Linked DNA regions of Ovis aries: region 1 is linked to region 2. The links are chromatin contacts, called in public Hi-C maps. All regions are on one chromosome and are shown on one strand. The core of a region is the stretch at or near the end of the contact, and the rest is flanking DNA. Distances in the headings are between cores, read along the strand shown. Region 1 holds the start of NECAP1 (NECAP endocytosis associated 1). Region 2 has its middle 29 kb from the start of FOXJ2.

The links. Hi-C and Micro-C count contacts between places; a contact is called where the count stands out from the background.
Region 1: a contact with region 2 is called in a Hi-C map of tail adipose tissue, with 4 times the contacts expected there. The contact joins the promoter of NECAP1 here to the enhancer-like site in region 2. A contact is called at or near these places in 2 of 16 Hi-C or Micro-C datasets (both in tail adipose tissue).

The regions. Positions count from the first base shown.
Region 1 is chr3:207,199,853-207,204,149 of ARS-UI_Ramb_v3.0, reverse strand. NECAP1 (NECAP endocytosis associated 1) reads right to left here and starts at 2,936. Exons shown (of 8, transcript XM_004006895.5): 1 at 2,829-2,936. The coding sequence starts at 2,923.
Region 2 is chr3:207,118,480-207,122,824 of ARS-UI_Ramb_v3.0, reverse strand. No RefSeq gene overlaps it. Among named protein-coding and RNA genes, the nearest start is that of FOXJ2, 29 kb to the left of the region's middle. Within about 2 kb of position 2,689, at least 39 of the 54 cell types and tissues checked have an H3K27ac peak or open chromatin away from gene starts, as enhancers often do. A contact at or near this core is called in tail adipose tissue, where this site is marked.

The DNA.
Region 1 (4,297 bases), core at 1,687-4,186, 81 kb before region 2:
TACTGGAGTGGGTTGCCATTTCCTTCTCCAGGGGATCTTTCCAACCCAGGGATCGAACTCGCATCTCCTGTACTGGCAGGGGGATTCTTTACCACTGAGACACCAGGGTAGCTCACTGAGATGGCTGGAGGTTGAAACAACTACTCTCTCTCTCTAAAGAAGAAAAGGACAATAACACAGTAACAATCCTTAACTTTACAGTCCAGTATTGTTTTCATTACACTAAAACACAGTGTAGGGTTAGTACTGATTTAGTTGAGGAAAAAGGTAATGATAAATAAAAAAAGGTTTTATAGGTTAAGAACCATTTTCTAATCATTTGTAAGTTTCCCATCAACCCAAATTCTCCTTCTATAAGTCTGGTCAGTGAAAGTCCAAGAAGTGACAGCTTTACAGGTGAATCAACAGTTTATACAGGTGAATCAAAGTCAATTATTCCCTCTCATCTCAAAGAAAGCATTTCTCCTGACTCCTATAAAGTCCAGTTTTTCCCTTAACAGCAACCTAGAGAATAAATCATGCTCATAATATAAAATGAGTTCTGGTAAACAAAAAAGATTACACAAAGACAGAAAAGCACTATTTTTATCAAGCACCTGTTCCAGGAGTTATTATGCCCATTCTTGTGAAAACTGACAGAATCTCACAAAGTAAATAATATTACACCCATCTTTATAGATGAGAAAACTAAAGTTCAAAGATTTAAGTGACTTGCCAGAGATAACCCAGCAAATAAATGAGACTCAAGATTCAAATTTATTCTGCTCTCTTCACTAACAGTGGTTGATATAAAAAGCCTCTTGTAGGATAAAAATGTCAGTAATAAGCATGGGAAACATAGAATGACAAGGAAAAGGGTAAAAGAGGAAAATTAAGAAATTGCTTTGATGGGTCAGTGCAGTTAACTGACATAAGGATAAAGTAAAAGTGAAGACAGAGAATGCAGATGGGTAAAAGGTGTTTTTAAAAGCGTGAAGCAAAAGAAAAAGGCTTCCCTGGTGGCTCAGTTAGTAAAGAATCTGCCTGCAATGCAGGAGACCCGAGTTCAGTCCAGGGGTAGGGAAGATCCACTGGAGAAGGGAATTGCAACCCACTCCAGTATTCTTGCCTAGAGAATTCCATGAGCCTGGCAGGTTCACAGAGCTGCAAAAAGTCGGACTGAAAAAGAACTGAAACCCACTTCAATGTGTATCATATCTTTTAGGAAGTCTTAATACCTAAAGTTAGAGATCATCAGCTATTTTACCTTATTTAACAGATTAATCAATGCTAATTTAAGTGTAACCTATTAATTCTTTTCAGTCAACATTTACAGAGTCTCCACTATGTGCAGGAAACTGTGCTAGATCCTAGAAAATGTTTAAAAGATCTAAGTTTAAGAAGACCTCAAGTTGTTCATGGTCTAGTCTGGTGAACTGGGAGAACAACCAACCAATTAGAACGTAGAAGGCAGGCAAGTGATAGAGTCAAGAACAAGCACTATGGAGGGACGCAGAGCACACCTAATCCAGAACAAAAAGGTCAAGGAAGGCTGGCCAAAGGAAAAGAGGTCTCAGCTGACTCACAGGTATTAGGCCCCGTGACTATCATCAAAAAGCATGTAGAGTCTTATTCACAGTCAGCTGGGGTCTGATTGAAAGCCTGAAATTAGGATTACCTTTTAGGTAATCACAGGATCTAGTGCACAGGTCAGCAAGCACAGAGATACTGATTCAGGATGAACAAACCTCTGATAAGGAAGTACAACATAAGACACAGGGAGAGGGTAATTTTTAAGCCGAGGTAACAAATGACAAGAGGAAAATCATGCTGGTGATGTGAGTCAGAGAGAGAAATCAAAATACTGTATTTATCGACTGCTTTACTGTTTACTGAATTCTTTTTAGGAAATTCATTTTTAATTATTTTTACATTTATTATGATTTCATTTAACTCTCCAAAAACTTCTAAAGGTACATAGCTAGAGTAGGTTTTATTATCACCCCCTCCCCCATCCTCTTTTTTTTTTTTTCTATTTTACAGATGAGAAAACTTAGGCTTGGAGAGGCTAAAAGATTTGTATCAAATCACATAGCTGTTAAATTGCCAGGGCTCACACTCATATTTTTTAACAGGTAACCCAGTGAGTTGCAAGTTAATTCTTTGGACTGCATGTCCATAACTTTAGACAGCATCCTCAAGCCCTCATAGTCATTGGGTTACAAAATGGTTAGTTAGCCCTCCAGATAAAACGCTGTGTTAACTCTGAAAGTAAAAACTATATGAGAAGTTAAGAGGGAAGGAAGGCTTGAAAATACTATAATATCACCTATACTATAGTATATGGTGGATGGTGGTATTTGGTGGCAAGACTGAACGGCACAAAAGATAAACTATCTCATCCAGAGAGGGGCCTAAGACACAATAATCACCAACAAATGCGCACCAGGTATTGGAAATAGGGGGTGCGGGGGGTGGGAAGTAGGGATGGGACGATAAGGGTGACAACTTGAAGGACGCAGGCATGAGCGAAGGAAAGGTGACTGGCCAAGCCGCAGACACGACAGGAGGAGAATAATGGGGAGCAGATGGGTAACCCAGAGGGGTCCGGGGGGAGAGCGGTGGGAGGGTAGAGGATGGTAATTTTTTTTTTAAGAGCCGGAAACAAGGATGTCGGCAGTCCAGAGTGGGGAAACAGCAGGGGGAAAGGTGACAAAAACCCAGGTGGTCAGGCTAGCAAGGTAACAATCCAGAGGCGGCAATGGCACGGACGGGCGGCCTGCTACCTGGGAAACAAAGTGTCAAGCCCGACCGGGTGAGCGCGTGCCGCAGTGACTCGAAGTTAGTACCTGTAACCGCGGTTGGAGGCCCGAGGAGGAATCCGGTAGACGCTGACGTCAGGCTTCACACACAGTACAGACTCGTACTCCAACTCGGACGCCATCTTGGCTCTACTCGCAGGGCCGCGGGGGGCGGGGCGGCAGCGCGGGGGCGGGACGTAGAGCCGGGGACTTAACTTCTAAAACAACTTCCGTTTACGCACTTCCGCTGACGCCACTTCCTCGAGAGTTCGGCAGGCGTCCTGAGATTAACCGCCGTTGGCGCTGGTTGCGGAAGCCATGTTGAAACCTGGAAACGGTGAGGTTGCGGGAATCACCATTTTGGGTAATGGCAAGGATGCCTTCCAAGTGCGTGATTCACGTTAAGGATATCTCCATCCCCGAAAGGCGAGAAGGGAAAGCGCCATCTTGCTCTCGGGAGGTGCCAGCAGTGCTCTGGGAGAACGAGGACCATCTCGAAGCCTGGCGAATTTTTTTTCTTCCAAGAGTCACTTCTTAACCGTAGTTTCCAAGAGAAAAGAGGTATCCGCGGGTCCGTAATCCCAAATTGGATACCTGTGAAAAAGTTGGCTTAAAGCTCAACATTCAGAAAACTAATATCATGGCATCTGGTCTCATCACTTCATGGGAAATAGATGGGGAAACAGTGGAAACAGTGTCAGACTTCATTTTGGGGGGGGCTCCAAAATCACTGCAGATGATGACTGTAGCCATGAAATTAAAAGTCGCTTACTCCTTGGAAGGAAAGTTATGACCAACTAGATAGCATATTCAAAAATAGAGACATTACTTTGCCAACAAAGGTCCATCTAGTCAAGGCTACGGAGAAGGCAATGGCACCCTACTCCAGTACTCGCCTGGAAAATCCTATGGACGGAGGAGCCTGGTAGGCTGCAGTCCATGGGATCACGAAGAGTCGGATAGGACTGAGCGACTGCACTTTCGTGCATTGGAGAAGCAAATGGCAACCCACTCCAGTGTTCTTGCCTGGAGAATCCCAGGGACCGGGGAGCCTGGTGGGCTGCCGTCTGTGGGGTCGCACAGAGTCGGACACGACTGAAGCGGCTTAGCAGCAGCAGCAGCAGCAGCAGCAGCAGCAGCAGCAGTCAAGGCTATGGTTTTTCCAGTAGTCATGCATGGATGTGAGGACTGTGAAAGCTGAGCACCAAAGAACTGATGCTTTTGAACTGTGGTGTTGGAGAAGACTCTTGAGAGTCCCTTGGACTGCAAGGAGATCCAACCAGTCCATTCTAAAGATCAGTCCTGGGTGTTCTTTGGAAGGAATGATGCTACAGCTAAAACTCCAATACTTTGGGCACCTCATGCAAAGAGTTGACTCACTGGAAAAGACTCTGATGCTGGGAGGGATTTGAGGCAGGAGGAGAAGGGGACGACAGAGGATGAAATGGCTGAAATGGCTGAGCCCACTCACTCGATGGGCATGAGTTTGAGTGAAGTCCACGAGTTAGTGATGCACA
Region 2 (4,345 bases), core at 1,440-3,939:
TTCCAATGCAAGGCACAAGGGTTCAATCCCTGGTTGGGACACTAAGGTTCCACATGCCTCAGGATGCAGTCAAAAATTTTTTAAAGAGAGAGTGATGAGTGTTGTCATGTTTTTGAGCGGTCAAGTCAGGATAGAGAATTGAGCCTTGAATTTGATAAGATAGAGTCTGCTGATGACCTTGACAGGAGTAGTTCAAATAGCAGGAGGGACAAAAACATTGAACCTAATCGCAAATGGGCTTCCCTGGTGACTCAGATGGTAAAGAATCTGCCTGCAGTGCAGGAAACCTGGGTGGGGAAGATCCCCTGGAGGAGGGCATGGCAACCCACTCCAGTATTGCCTGGAGAATCCCATGGACAGAGGAACTGGTGGGCTGCAGTCCATGGAATCGTAAAGAGTTGGACACAACTAAGCAACTAACACTTTCACTTCACTCACAATAGTATTTTTAAAGTCATCACTAACATAATATTACATAAAAGTCACTTTTGATAGTGGTTTAAGGAATCGGTGGAATTTACTTTAAAGGGAGCACAGATGCAGGGCGCTTGTCTTGAAAAGGAACTTAAGGTCCAGAAAATAATTATTTCTGTCATTACTATGAAGGAATGTATGATAAGAATTTTATACGGTCAATTTATATTGAGAATTAACCAGGTGGAGTTGGGTTCAGATGATCCTAATTTTGTTGCTGCTGCTAAGTTGCTTCAGTGCAACCCCATAGATGGCAGCCCACCAGGCTCCCCCGTCCCTGGGATTCTCCAGGCAAGAACACTGGAGTGGGTTGCCATTTCCTTCTCCTAACTTTGTTAGCACCCTCCAAAGCATCACAGTCAAGAGCCAGTTGGACTTCTCTCCATCAGACCTGATCACAATGTTGACCTTGGCCATGACATGCCTATTTGATCTGGTGCTTGTTGGCCTTGACCCCAGAGTGAACACAAGTATATTGTTGTCTTCTTCATGGATCACCCAGGTCAGCAGGCCTTGATGGTGGCACAGGGTCAGGCCTCCTCCTCCTGGGAGTGCTCTTCCAGGGGTGTTGGGCTGCCTTCAGAGGCAGATGTAGATGTCTTTCAGCACCGCTTCCCTCGCTTTCAGCACCATCTTTATGAAAAAGGCAAGAATCTTTAAAATGGACACCTTGATACCCACCCTGCTTGAGAAATAGAATCTCGTATGTATTGTAAGAGTCTGCCAACATCTCACCTTCTCAGAAGCATCTACTTTTTTGAAGTCTGTCTTTATCTAAAGGAGAGTGTTGTTAAGGGATATGATGGTATTGATCTAGTAGAAAGGGAAATGAGATGATATAAGGGAAATGTGTTTAGGATGAAATTCTTGAGTAAGGTGAGAGGGAAAGGAGTCAGTTCTGTGGTGGAGGGACCAGCCTTAGCCGATGGGTGGTTGTTGTCCAGTCGCTCAGTCGTGTCCCACTCTGTGCGACTCCACAGACTGTAGCCCCCCAGGCTCCTCTGTGCATGGGATTCTCCAGGCAAGAATACTGGAGTGGGTTGCCATTTCCTTCTCCAGGGGATCTTCCTGAGCCGGGGAGCAGGAGACAGTTCATCCATTTCAACAAGAAGCAAGCTGAGAGTGTGGATACTGATTCAGGTAGATTTGATAATGAATTAGAATGGTGAGAAATTTCTTTCGTTTTTCAAAGAAATAAGAAATGAGATTATCAACTCAGTGTGAAAAAGGACAAGGAGATCTTGGAAATTTGAGGTGGGAGGAAAAGGTGTGAAATTGTTATACAATAGGGAGTGAATTTGGGAAAATAAAGCTTTGCAGAGCAGTTCCGAGAGCTCACTTGAGATTATCATCTAATTCAATGTGATACCAGTTAGCATGGTTGCAGGTTTTTCTCCAGTTATATTTATTTAGTTAGTGAATGCAAGCAAGCAGAGTAACTAGAGTTGGATTTAACCAAGGGTTGGGGTTTTACCCAGGAATATAACAGGAGGGAGAAAAGTGTTAAGGAGTTGCAAGTTTTTGCAAAGTAGTGCTTATAGTGATGAATCTAACCATTTAAGTTAGGGGATATGGAAAGTAAAAATAGAAGGGTGATGAAGTGAAAATTTAATAGAGTTAATAACTTAGAGATCCTGCTCCTATTAAGAAATGGTTAAAGGAGAATTCCCTGACCATCCAGTGGTTAAAACTGCCTTTCAAAGCAGGGGGTGCGGGTTTGATCAGGGAGCTAATAAGATCCCACATGCCTCATGGCCAAAACACGAGATCAGAAGCACTATCAATTTCAAGAAAGACTTTAAAAATGGTCCACATTAAAAAAAAAAAAAAATTGTTGGAGAGGCCATGATCAGTGTGAGATTCAAGAAACAGAGGTTTGGGAAGAAAAGCATTTATTTTTAATGACTCAGGCTAGGGTGTCACCATGAAAATGAGTGCGAGGTGGACTGGAAAATAGGATGATTGGAAATGAGCGGACAAGGAACTGAGGCCAACACAGGGCTGAACTGTTTCCAGGGATGACGCAGCCGCTAGGAATGATGACAGCAGGCGTTGTGTAACCAGGAGAATGAGTCAGGTTTTCAGATTTCCAGGGAATGAAGGGAAGTGGCCCAGGGGATCACAGACTGCAATATCCTGATGGCACACACTTCAGAGGCCCCGAGTCTTTGAAGGACTAGAGGAAGAGAAAGAGTTGGGATTAGGCAGTGTGGCTCTCCAGGCCTTCCAGTGAAACAGCTGAACCCACGCTGAGACTTGTAGAGGAGTGGGGTCCTCTTCCTTGGAAGATCAAAAAAAAGAAATGACGTTTACGCTGGACTTTGAAAGATGGAATGAATTTTGAGAGAAAAAGACGTGGAAAGATGTTTCCGAACAGAGATAAGGCCATGACCCCAGCGGAGGGAGCTAACGCTGGCGGTTCCGCCCTGGTGCCCCTGCCAAACGCCCGGGGTCGCCCCAGTCGCCTGGTAAACCGTCGGCCGCTAGGTGGCAGTGTGTGCCTTTGGGGCACCCTCCCTGCTCTTGTGGGTTTACAGGAGGTGGAAATGAGAATCCAGCCGAGATGAGCTAATGATGGGTTGGTGTATTTAGTCAGGCTCGAGTGTGTGGTCCTAGAAGTGAATTGGCAGCGCCCGCAAAAGAAAAGAATAAACTTGAGAACGCTTAGGCGAAAGATCAGGCAGAAGGTTAAAGGAACGGATGGGCTTTGATGTGATATAAGAATCAGAGAAAGGCAGAGACTTGGGCAGGGGTGTGTGCGCCCGAGCAACATGGAAGGAGAGACAGATACAGTAATCTCCGTTTTGGCTTGTTTACTCAGAAAATAATTTTGAAAAACTATACAACCTGTCCCCTGCCCCCCCCATCTACCCCTCCCCCTCACACACACTCATTTTTAAGTTGATATCTAAAATGTTTTAATTACTTTCCGGGATTAGTTTCTGCTGTCTCGATGGGTTTCAGGGCTATTGTTAGCCTTTCTGGTACCTTTGTGCAGATTGAGAAAAGGGGTGCCTGGTGGGGGTGGGGGGAAGCGGAATGGGCAGTTTTCTAGGGACCCTCCCTCTGTGCAGAGAAAACATGCCCCTCCCTCTGGTTGAGGAGCAGAGCTAGCCTGTAATTGCGGCTGTATTTCAGGCTCCCCTTGCCCCTAAATTACAACCATACATGGGTCTTCCCTGGCGGTCCAGTGGTTAAGACTTCACCTTCCAATGTAGGGGCTGTGGGTTTGATCCCTGGTTAGGGAACGAAGATCCCACATGCCTTGCGGTCAAAAAGCCAAAACATAAAATAGAAGCAATATTGTAACACATTCAGTAAAGACTTTAAAAATGGTCCACATCAAAGAGGGGAAAAAAAAACAAAAACAAAAACAAAACACCACTTTTAAGAGCTTCCCTGGTGGCTCAGTGGTAAAGAATCAGCCTGCCAATGCTGAAGTTCCCCATGTGCCACAACTAGTGAGCTTGTGCTCTACCGCCAGAGAAGTGCAGCTGCTGAAGCCGGCAAACCGTAGAGCTTGTGCACCAACTAGAGAGTGGCCTCCACTTACTGCAACTAGAGAAAAGCCCCCACAGCAATGACCCAGCAGAGACAAAAATCAGAAAGGTAAAAAATAATCCTTTAAAAATAAAGATTTTTTTAAAATAAGAAATTACAACCATATATGTGGGTTCCTGTAGAGTTTTTTAAACCTTTGATTACAAACATAACTCATTCCATATGTAGAATTATCAACTGCGTGACAAAGCCATTGTCCTTGGGCAAGCCAGTAAGCCAAATCATACTTGGTTTGTGTCAGAAAAATTCTGACTTTATTTCAAATAAAAATGTTAACTTCTGTCTTTGTACCAACCATCTTCTCAATTCA